2 separate regions of the Columba livia genome follow, and region 1 is linked to region 2. A link is a contact called in public Hi-C data. All regions are on one chromosome and are shown on one strand. The core of a region is the stretch at or near the end of the contact, and the rest is flanking DNA. Distances in the headings are between cores, read along the strand shown.

Region 1 (6,204 bases), core at 2,139-4,638, 330 kb before region 2:
CATTCTTGTCAGCCTAATAAATTTAGATTTCACCAGGGTTTGAATGCTGCTTGTGTTGCAAGTGCCTGCAAATTGTTTTTTTGTGGCTCTGGTCTGGGCATGGGCTGAAATGCAAAAAGGAGTTTTAGTATTTGATTTTAGGCTCTCTTCCCACAAAAATATCCCAACTGGTGCTGTGTTGCTGAAGGATTATGGTATAGCAAATGTAACTAACCATGAAGGTTGCTAGGTAGCTTAAACTCAGCTGCCTTCTCTATTGCCCAGCTTTTTTCCAAGGCTTAGGAGCAAAACAATAGGATATGTCAATTTTTAGCTACTTTATTTAATGTTCCTGGTAAGTTGGTTATTGTTTACATAATAAACATAGTACTTCAGGAAATACTAGAAACAAATAACTATTAAGATTACTTGTGCTCTAATTGACTATCTCTGAACTCTGAAATCTGTTTGTTACTGAATGCAGAGCCTTTACTCAGAAAACCTGACTTGAACTGTCAAATAACCTTTCCAAGTTAAAAAGACACTTAGTGTCAGCAGTGTACAAAGTCTCATGAGACTTCTAGGAGAGTTTTGTGCAATACTGATCACTGGGAAATGGAAGGTGATGGATGACAGCTGAAACCACAGATCAGCAGTGTATGCATGGAACCTTTGGGTGTGGAAAGGGGAATGGGTGTAGTGAGCCACCAGGTGCTGTGACAAAGGGTGTTTTCTGTCTGACAGAATAGATAGAGCACAAGTGAGCGATGATTTGCTCATTAGGCTGGTGAGAATTGATGGATAAGGGAGGAAGGGGAGGCCTCAGCACGCCTGTCTTAGGGAATCACACATCTTTCACATACACTCCTTTAGTCATTCTTCTGAGTCCAGATCAGTGGCTTTCAGCCTGTGATCTGAAGACCATGGGGCTCCATCAAAGGTAACTGTGGAAAACATGTTGGTAGATTTAAATCTTTATAGGGGCATCTGCACACTTGCTGGAACCCTTTTAAGTGTCTGCAGACTAAAACTGGTGAAAGCCATGGGCCTAAACGTCCACTTACTCGTAAAGTAGCAGTGTAACAGTTCCCTCAGTGCTTCCTCTTTATACCAGGAAATAAGATATCCTTGTGAAATATTTTGTGTTAATCTAGAACGGTTCCTTGCTGGAGTGGGTGGCATCTATAGCCTCTTTCATACTGTTGACAGTGCTTTTCCCTTGTTGCCTATGAGCTGTTGCTTAACTCAGCAATAGTGAAATATCTCTTCACACATTTGATGTCTCACATCAAGAGCTCTGTAACGCTTGACAAATTGGTTGTGCTAACTATGTACACCATAAAACACTTACAAGCATAATTAACTGGCAGCCGGTAGTGGCAGCTGTTTAAATCTTTGGTTCTGCTTCCCACAGTGTTATTGGAGGGTGTTTATGGGTAACTGCACTACAAAGCAGGAATGGCCCAGATAGGGCATGAGTCCAGATTAATTTGTGATGTGAGGGGTGCAGTTCCATTAACTGCAGCTCTGCGGTATCTCCTTATCCCAAGTGAGACAGCTGGTCCATCTTGTCAATATTTGTGTGTTTTCCTGTGCTCATTCTCTGCAGTGATTTCTCTGCCCTGGGAAGGGAGAGGCTGGCCCAAAGCATTCACGGGGAGTTGTGATGCTCAACTGTTTTGTTACTTTAGTGCATGGCCTGGGGAGAAATAACATCTGTTGTAAACCAGCCAATAGAGCAACTGATGTAGAGGGGAAAAATGTCAAACTTCTGGACGTGCAAACTCATTGGGGTCACGAACCTAAAGAAAGGCTTACGTGTCTTAATGCCTGCTCTATGTTTTTCCTGGCTATGTTAGCAGGTCTAATAAAACATACTAGCTGTTTTATGTTTGGGGCAGAAGGAGAGCAGGAGCCTGTCAGAGTGATTAGGAGTTCACTTCATTAGTGAAAAGTTTATTAGTTGCCTCAGGAAGAAAGAAGTCTGAATTTTAATGACAGCTTTTAATGTAATTTTCATTAGGCCTGGGGTGCAGATGCTCAGGTCTGGAGGCATAAAGCTAATCATGGGATTCAGCAAAGACATGGTTGTGCAGAAAAATAATGTGATTATGCCAAAGGCCAGCACCACCTCAGGCAGTGAAGTATTTAGCAAGTGATTGTGAGCACAGGACAAATTCCAGTTATCCTGGAGCAATAGAGTCAGCACTGATGTTCCTGGTTGTAGCGGTTGTTCTGCCAGTTGAGGGGTTGAGCAGGGGTAATGGCAGGAGCAGGGCACTGAGTCCTCAGTCACTTGGTGTATTCCTTCAACTTCCTGCCTGTCTTCAGGCAAGGGACCTGATTTCTGATGTTAAAACAGATAAAGGAAACGCACATCTCCTGAGTTCTTTGAAGGCTTATTTTATGCAGGCTTATACATTGAAGTCCTCAGATATAAACTGTTAGATTAATATCAAGTTATTAAATGATAAGTTAAAATGGATTGACTACCCAAAGTAGCTTATGGAGTAGCCTAAAGGAAGCACTCATTTGAAACTGAGACTTAGTAGCATACAGCTAGTATGACACATACAGAATCTACTGGAATGTGTAATCCAGAGCAGGTTATAAAAAATAAATTTTATAGTTTTTTAATTACAGTTGTTCTGCTGATGAATTTTCATGTGATTTCAAGATCATCAGTGTCTTTGCCTCCTCAGCAATGTGTACAGTAGCACTCCTGTGCATTTCATTGCCAGGGGAATGCTTGTTCTGCAAAACATGTTTGCAGAAATCAGGAAAATACTGCACAAGTCAAAATCTCAGATTTTATCTAATGGACTGTTCCAGATGGTCTGATGCAATGGATAACATGTTGTCAGCATTTAATGTATATTGACTGTGGAAGGGGTGGTTTTTTGCCTTTTTGTCTTCAAGTTTCATGCAATTCTGTTCTTCTCGTAGGTGACTTTGCACCCGGCTGTGAAGAAACATCTCACAGAAGGGATATATCACATCCTTGACCTTTGCATTGAACGAGACATCAAGTTCTTAAATGCATCACTACCAGCAGGTGTAAGGGAGGTCTTTAAGGATCTGTATAGTGATTACAACCACTACCACAAAGCAAAAAAACAGGGGGAGGAAAAGTATACTGCATGATGAATCCTGCCTGGTGCTGCATACTCAGTTATTAATTGATCATACAGTGCTCAGAAAATCCTCAGTAACTTTGGTTTGGGACAACGAGTAAGGTCAAATCTGAAGAGGGTCCTGTAAACATGAATTGCATCTGTCTCTGTACAGCCAGGCTTCGTAAAGGGAAAAGGGGAGCGGGGAGGGAGGGTGTGCTATTAGCTCTGGTCCTGCTGCGTGCCACACACAGCAGAACTGCTGCACCTGTGCTGGCCCTGGTGAGTGCTCTGGGAGCCCTGGGGAGCAAGCTGCAGTCTGGCAGCAGATGTCAGGCTTTGGCACATCACAGTGCTTTTCTGTGGAAGCAATAGTCTGGTGTAAAAGCCAGTGAGGGTTAGAACTCCTCGCTTACATGGTAAGCAGAATTAAAGCAGTTAAAGTGCTTATTTTTATGCCCTGTTATTTTATGTTTTGTTACTGTAGAAACTCGTGAATGTTACACCGCTGTGTGTAGGCTACTGTGCAAAACTGTGGAAATACAGTAAAAAATTTGAAAGTTTGTATATCTTTGCTTGGTTAGTTTTGCTCTTTAATCCAGCCCTGGGCAACCTGGTCTGACCTATTGAATTTCCTTTCCAACTTAATTACCCTGTGATCTCATGATAATCAAAAAGACTGACTGCTTAGAGCTCTGGTCGATTTACTGTCATTAAGCAATTACACGTGGTCATCTGAGCTGCGCTCACTCTTGGTGTACGTTTTTATCTTGTGACAAATGCTAAGTACCAAGACCTATCTGAGGCCTCTTTGGTCTAAGCCAAGCTTTGGTGCTTTGCATTCACTCTAGGTCAAGAGCAAGCCCCGGATTTACTGCAGCTCAGCTGACAGTAATTTAATAAGCTGTGGTAAATTAATCACATTTGAGCGTGTAAGAAGCTTTATGAAATAGCTGCCTTTCATTAGCTTAGACTACAGAAGTTTATTTTGTTGAAATGTTAGAGGCTAAAGATCCAAACTTTTACTTAAGTGGTAAAACAGTCTTCGCATGTGCATGCAGTTAGTAAGAACTCAATACTCTCGCATGATTATCTGCTTTAATCTACAGACAGGGCAGAGGAAGACTGGAATATGGCTTACTGCTTTTACTAGGCCCTTCTGCCTCAGAGCAAGGTCCAAAGGATGAAGTTTGGCTGTGGTGGGAGACCACACGTGGCACAGACACAGGAGGTGAGCGGGGTTGTGGGGGAGCCAAGGCAGGTGGAGCTGGACCACAGGGCAGGCAGGGCAGGGCAGGGCAGCTGCTGTCTGACATGAAGCCCTTCCTCCTCCTCCTGCACTGCCCCACTGGCTGTGATCCTGACAAGGCACTTCATCTTTGCCTTATGGAGCCTCCTGTGCTGGCTAAACTTCATCCTTTGGATTGGAGATGATCTTCCTCATGTCCTGAACAAGAAGCATGGAGAGAAAGCTTTAATACTGAGCAAGCCCTGTTCTGAAGCAGCCACAGCAGTGGTATGTTATCAACACTGTTCTAGCCATAAATGCAAAGCACAGCATCATATGGGCTGCTAACGAAGCAAGCTAACTTCATCTAAGGTGGATGCTGTACACCACTACCATTTCTGTATTTTATTTCAAAGGTGAAAAGCTGATGTGGGCCAGTGTTGTGAAGGGCAATTACTGCTGCCCCAGCAGGCTGTGTGGCACTGAAGTGCCTGGTTGGTCCCAGAAGGGAAATGTGTATGAGCTGGGTGCAGCCAAATGGGCACCAAGGTGGGGAGGTCTCCAGGCTGAAGACAGAACCATAGAATCACAGAACGTCCTGAGCTGGAATGGACCCACAATGATCATCGAGTCCGACTCCTATCCCTGCATATGACAACCCCACAGCTCACACTATGTGTCTGAGGGCATTGTCCGGTCTTCTTGAACACTGCCAGACTTGGGCCTGTTCCAGTGCTCCACCACCCTCTGGGGGAAGAACCTTTTCCTAATGTCCAACCTAAACCTCCTTGGCATACCTTCCTGCCATTCCCTTGGCTTCTGTCATTGGTCACTAAAGAGAAGAGATCAGCACCTGCCTCTCTTCCTCCCAGTTAATACACTAGTGAAATGAGGGAAGGTTATGAGTGTTGGGAGAGCATCTGGAAAGAACAGTGAAAAAAGGAGAGCTAGGTTTGGAGCAGGGGAGGAAAGTGAGGTAGCATCTCTGGCATGTAATTGTCAAGGCTCCTCTGATGTAGCCAGATGGTTGCAAGCCACACACATAGCTCAAAAGCTGAGTGTAGACCACACAGTAAATAACATCTTACTCATGGCTTTAAAGGAAGTAAACTACTTGAGTTAATACCCAGTTTCTTTAATTAATAGTAACTGTAAAAAAATGTTAACTTCTTGGCTTGGAAGTGAAAATGTGTAACTGACGTGGACAGGGGTGAGGGAGCTAACGAACTCCTACTATTAAAAAGGACACAGTGCTTGCATGAATGAAACATTGAAACCCTGCCACAAATCTTTATTTTAAATACACTGTGTAACTGTCACTTATCCCACATCCGTACTCCAGGCTAAGCAGTGGAGTTCTGAAACACAAAGCAGCATTTCTGTGTAGGAGGTACAAAGGGGTTAAAAAGAAGGCTGTATTTCACTTGCTAATCCTATGTCTTTGTCCAAGAACTGCTCTGGGTGTTAGCTAGAATAAATTAAGTCACTGGCAGAGGACCACCTGCTGAGAAAGCAGGCTTTGTTATTGAGCCCATTCCCCTGTGGGTGCAGTGTTCTTCTTTTGTCACACGATGGAGCCATCCTGCAAGCGTACAGGAGCACCCTCTGAAAGCACAGATTTGGAGTAACTTCTCCTAGGCCGGGTTAGTTGACGAGCTCTGAGCACTGGGAAGGTAAATGGTTCGGATGAAGCACCATCTCAGGGCTAAAGGACAGGATTGGGACCTTTGTTTCACTTGAGTGTTAGCTTTGTGCAAGTGACCCTAAAAGCACAGTCCTTACAGGCTTCTGCACCAGGTAAACTTGTCCAGTTTCCAAGTATTGACGCAGCCCATCTCTTCTGAGGGCTTTTGCTGCTGCTGCGATAATAGAAATACCTCCCGT
Region 2 (5,850 bases), core at 1,023-3,522:
TGACAATGACATCAATAAATACGAAGAGTGTAAAGGCTCATCAATGAACAAGTTCAAGTGGAAGCATGCTTTTTATTTTCTCAAGGAACTTCATAATTAGAACTTTGTAAAAAAACACATAAATGGCAACTGTAGGTCGTTTTAGAACAACATAAGTCTTAGCTAATACTTAAGACTTTAGGTATAATTACTTTATTATGGAGTTAACATCAGAAACTAGTTAGAATTTTTATTTCAAGCATCCAGCTCGTTAAAGTAAAAAGATAGCTGAGCAGTAATATGGCTTTGTTCCTGTACCAGAACATAGACATTTTAAATATCATAACATAAGAAAACCTTTTTGATCTGATACATACAGTCATATAGTGATAGCTATTGCAAAATAGTGCCAGTGTGGTTTTATGTGGTGGGTGTATCTTTTCTGCTCTCTAGCTGAGAACACGTGGCAACTATAAACCATGCCTGCTAACACTTGAGATCTCTGAGAGGGCTGGACACCATGAAATATGTCAGTCTTGAAGAGCTTTCCAAAGGGAGAGGGTGAAAGAAAGCAGAGGCAATTAGCATGCAAGGAGCCGGCCAGCAGCTGCACATGCCCACCAAGATCAGCACTGAACTGCTTGGCTCTTTGTACTTCTAATAACTCAGGCAAGTTCTAACAAACTCACATACTAGCCGTGGATCACTGGCATGAATCACTGCTGGTCATGGGCCAGCCGGGCTCTCGGTACTGCCAGAGTTAGGTGGGGACATACAGGTCAGTCCTGCCAAAACACTGCCTGCCCAGGACCTCTGGGGGTCTCCAGCCCAGCATGCTGCTGCAGCACTACCCAAACACATCCATCAAGCCCAGGGACTCTTCTCCAGCCCTGGCCACAGAGCAACCAGCAGAGCTCCAGACGATGCATCCTCACACCTGTTTGGTGAGGCGCTGGGCTCGCTCCTCACCTGAGCTCATCAGGGCAAAATTAAAGCCGTAAAATGTACATGTGAGGAATGAGACCCATTGCCGTCTTCCATCCTAAGGTGGCAAACAGAAATGCAAGTGATAGCAGGGAGGTTTTTAGAGCTGAATTTTTTTTCACTAAGGCATAAGTTGTAAGGAGCCATTGAAGGAGGAATGTTGTTTTTACAAAACTGGGGACCTGTCACCTGGCCTCAGCAGGGGGGGAAGGACTGAGAGACATCAGACTATGAATCCTTAATGTAAAGCAAAGTCTCTTCAAACTAATCCCGGAATGCAAACTGATTACTGCATTTAAAAAATTAAGCTAGGGGGAAGGCTAACCAAAGAGCCAGGAATCCATATTTTAAATAAATCAATAAGGGGAGAAGGTTGTTAGAATTAGATGAATGAGATAGGTGAACTGAGGCAGGCGTCGGGTAGTCTGTAAACCCTGAAGTACCCAGCCAGTGGGGAAGAGGGAAGGGAATTTGTGGCTGGGATTTTGGGGGGATATAAAGCAGGGGCTTTTTGCCCTACTCCATGTGTCTGCCCTTAGGTAGAACACCTGGTCTTGCAAAATCATCAATAAAATACACTTTGCTGAGAGATCCTGCCTGGGCCTATTATATTGGCAAGGTAATAGTTTCCTACATGAGTGACTGTGAGCAGTAGATTTTTGAAGGAAAGAAGACCCTCACAGAAGACCCTGGTGAAAAGCAGAAGGATGGAGGCGATAAATCACACTCTGACTTGTTTCCTGTTACTTGGGACCACATGGGCACAAACTACGATAAATTTAAATATAAGGAAAAGCTTTTTTTGCTGTCAAGAGTGGTCAGACCCTGGCACAACTTGCCCAGAGAGGCTGAGGGGCAGTACCCAAACCTCAAGGGGACATGGACCTTGGCCACCGGCTCAGGGTTGGGGGCCTGCACGATACCGTCGCCTTCCCACCCCTGCAGCCCCGGGTTTCCACAGCTTGTGCCATGGGCCCTGATGCCAGTTCCTGCAGCTTCATCTGATCAGGACAGTTTGATGCACTGAGGGCTGCCATGTGGCATCAGGCACTTCAGCAGCCCAGCCCCTGACTTCACAAAGCGACACGAACCAGAGAAATTCCTCCGAGGAGGCTGGGCAGGACAGCTTTAAAGGCCCGTGCTCGGCGCACACACATCCACCCCTCCCTTGCCGCCCCCCGTGCCATTTTGAGATTCCCGCCGTCCCCCTCGCCTATTGCCGCCTGTAAGGGGCGCTCGGAGCCCTCCAGGGGGCGCTGTCGCGGCGGTGAGCGAACTCTGCGCCTCTCTTGGCGCAGGTTCCGGGCTGCCTCTGTGGTGCCGTGCTGGCGGGGGCGGTGTTGCTGTGGCAGCGGCGGGTCCTGCCGCCGCGTCGGGCCTGGCGGGCCGGGCCGGGCCGGGCCGGGCTGGGCTGGGCTGGTCATGGAGGCGAAGAAGATGAACCTGCCGCGGGGCCCCGAGAACCTCTGCTTTGACAAGGACGAGTTCATGAAGGTGGGTGTGCGCGGTGTGCCCCGGGGCCCTCCGGGGTGTGGGGGAGAGGATTCCTCGGGCGGTGAGAGGGGCCCGAAGCCTTGGTCGGGATCTTTGCCCCCCGCCACGGCTTCTTCCCCGGGCAGAGCGCCCCTGTGTGTGTCACTGAAGGGACGACTCGGGCGTTGAGCAGAACTGGACTGCTTCCACCTCCGCGGCTGTGTCCCAGCGGGGCTGGAGCCTGAGTGCGGCCGGGCCCAGGCCTGCCCGGGGAGCGGGCCGGCGAGTTTGCAACCGGCTGACCTGAGTTCCCTGTCCCGGGCCGGATGCCGCTGTGAGCGCCGAGGGCAGGCCCCGGTCGGACTGCCTCCGAACCCTGCTGTGCGTGGCTTGGAAGCCAGGCTGCAGATAGACTGAAAACCAGCATTCGGGCCTCATTGCTTGGAGAGCTTAAAGCAGTTCTTAACACTGTATTTTGGTTTCTCTTTGGTTGTTCGTTTTGGTATCGTTTTGTTGTCGGTTGATTGGTTTGTTTGTATGCTTTTTAAAGTGTATGCAGGTAACATAACCTCTCGTATTTCGGAGAGAGTGGTTTTGGTACTCTGACCCACAACCTTGTGTGCTGTGGATTTATGTTAAAAACCAAGACTTAGGAACACTGGAAACTACTCCGTTAAGTAGCCTTTTTGCCCCCTAGCGCTTCAGTTTGGTGGGCTCCCTGGCATACGGAATACTTTGTTTTGGGGGTGGGACATATTTCTGGCTTGAACTTTTGACTTACAGCCTTCTCTCTTTCCTGTTTCATTTTCAGCCGGATTTTGATGTCGATCACTTTGTATCAGACTGCAGGAAACGTGTGCAGTTGGAAGAGCTCAGAGAGGATCTGGAGCTCTATTACAAGCTCCTTAAAACTGCCATGGTAGAACTCATAAATAAGGACTATGCAGATTTTGTTAATCTTTCAACAAATCTAGTAAGTGTTACTAAATTGTACTGTGTACTTCAGACTTAATGTGGTTCAGTGGGTATTTTATTTTTCATATGAAAGGTATATGGCTTTTCTTTTAGCATTATTATATTTAAGACATCTTAAACTGTGATCCCTTGCACTGAGAGAAGCTGAAAGACCATTCCTGTAGAACTTAGCTACTGCACAGAATTGCTGTTGGCCTGTAGAAAGTGTTTTAGATGTATGCTTTTTGTCTTGGAAAAACTAATTCATTAGAAAGTTAGACTCAAGGTCAGCTTGTTTTTCAAACTGACAGTAGTTGCAAAATGGAAGGAAATAAATAATTAAAATACAATAGCAATGATACAAATAAGGCCATTCTGAAGAATTATTTTAGGAATCTATAAACAGTCAATACTGTACTTACTGTACAGTCAATACATCTTAAAAAAACCCAACCAACCTACTTGACTGAAAATTGTAATCACTTTCATATTAAAATGTCTTGTCCTCTGTGTCTCCTACTATTTCACTCCCGTTCATCCAAGTTCCAATTATACAGGTTCTTAAAGTTTTCGCATTGCGTGACAGGCAGCCTGATGTTTTTATGCCTATATTTGAGGTACTGTATTTTTGCATTGCATTTAGAACTGGAGACTGTAAAGGGAGGTGTCTTTTCTCAGTTCTCTTTTAGTGTCTGTAAAATGATAGTCTTTGTCATTAATTCACATAGGGATTTAACAAAAAAGTCATAATATTTTTCTGATAATTTCTTTAGGTTGGCATGGACAAGGCTCTTAATCAGCTTGCAGTACCCTTGGGACAGTTAAGGGAAGAAGTTATGGTATGCTCAAAACAATCATTATACACAGCTTGGTAAACTTCAACTCACTTTCATATGATGTACAGACTGTCTTTTACTCATGTTAATCATTATTATAATAACCTTCTCTTTGAAAACTGATGACTTAGAGTGATAGTAAAAGAGGCACTGTGTTTTTTGAAGCAGTTGTAGCAGCAGTAAATTTCAGGCAAGAGATAAAGGACTCCTTAAACGTGGACTTCTGTGAAGACTAGTCTATGGAGAAATATTGAAACTGTTTTAATATATGAGTAATTAAAGATGGTAGTAAATAACTCAAATGCAACACAGTCCTGTTAAGGACTTTTTTTTTTTGCTTAGTCCTGTGGCTTAACCAGAAAAGACCACCCTCTGGTGGGTCTTGTTCTGGCTCTTCCACAGTGACTTGGTCTTTAGCAAGGGGCAATTGTTTATCATCTTGGCAGACAGTTCAAACGGATGTTTGCTGCCCAAATGTGCCTTCAAAATATCAGAGCCTTGATGTCTAAAACTCAAAGTAGGTTCAGGTAGCAGAGAAATATCGGTTATGTGAACAATGCTACTTAAGTCTGATTTATTAAGATCATATTGGTTTTATTGTCTGTTTCTGGGTGGAAGGCGGTTTGTTCTCTGTAAGGTACTAAAAGAACACTTCTGGTTGAAATTAAGCTGTGGTGGCAGTACTTAAAGAGTTGATTATACTTTCAGTTATTTAATTTTATTTCTGGCTTTTTCACTTAGAGGGCAGTTGATGTGCTGTAGCTTTTATTAGTCCTATATTTTAATTAATCTGTGTCCTGTTTTAAGTTTAGATGTTTGAGTTAAGGTTTTTTAAACCTTAAGTGGGAAGCCAGCTTTACATGCTGACTTTCTCCCTTACAGAGTCTTAAGTCATGTGTCAGTGAAGGAATTCAAGCAGTAGATGACCGGATGGCTAAACAAGAAGATATTAGAAGAAAAAAGGTACAATAGATAAATTATTACCTTGAAAAGATCTTGTTTAGAATGACTTTGTTTTTACCATTAACCCAGTGAAAAAGATATTCAAAAAGTTCTAGACTGTCTAGAGGCACACAGTGCAGGATTTTGTGCTTCTAAAAATAACTATTGACATTTTGGTTGACTGACTTCATTTTTACAGGATCCTGTTGATCACAAATCTTTATTTTGCTTTATTTGCCCAAAACTTATATGTTTGATTTGGTTGGCTTTTTAAAATTATTGTTTATCTTGTTTCTGCTTGTAGTAGTATAGAAACTTGCTTATTATTGATGTAATTGAAATACAGCAGTTTAATTTATAAGTGAGGGGGGACACACTAACATTTGTCTTTGTGCTTAGCTTGGAAAAGAATCAGCGATAAGAACAGCTATTCTACGTCTGTGACAAACTTTTGTTTGTGGGTTTTTATGGACTTAAGTGAGCCATACTTCAACTGAGACATGACTCAATTGTTAAGAGGGAGTTAGTTACACCTGGGTGTGGGGGAGGTGTGGAAACACCAAAACCCGCCCAAAAACCCCTACACCATCCAAAACATCTTCAAGGTTGTTAGGTAATGTAAATTGGGATTGGGGTCAGAAATTAAAAATCTTTCTTTAATTACAGATGTGTGTCCTGAGAC

Evidence for each region. A called contact is a pair of places that touch in the nucleus more often than the background predicts.
Region 1: a contact with region 2 is called in a Hi-C map of crop, with 5 times the contacts expected there. The contact joins the enhancer-like site here to the promoter of COG2 in region 2. A contact is called at or near these places in 2 of 2 Hi-C or Micro-C datasets (crop and liver).

What each region holds. Positions count from the first base shown.
Region 1 is chr3:76,797,000-76,803,203 of bColLiv1.pat.W.v2, reverse strand. It overlaps URB2 (URB2 ribosome biogenesis homolog), which reads left to right. Exons shown (of 9, transcript XM_005508634.3): 9 at 2,926-3,659. The coding sequence ends at 3,123. Among named protein-coding and RNA genes, the nearest start is that of URB2, 18 kb to the left of the region's middle. Within about 2 kb of position 3,388, at least 1 of the 3 cell types and tissues checked has an H3K27ac peak away from gene starts, as active enhancers do.
Region 2 is chr3:76,465,735-76,471,584 of bColLiv1.pat.W.v2, reverse strand. COG2 (component of oligomeric golgi complex 2) reads left to right here and starts at 2,272. Exons shown (of 18, transcript XM_005508630.3): 1 at 2,272-2,457; 2 at 3,248-3,409; 3 at 4,164-4,229; 4 at 5,109-5,189; 5 at 5,835-5,850. The coding sequence starts at 2,386.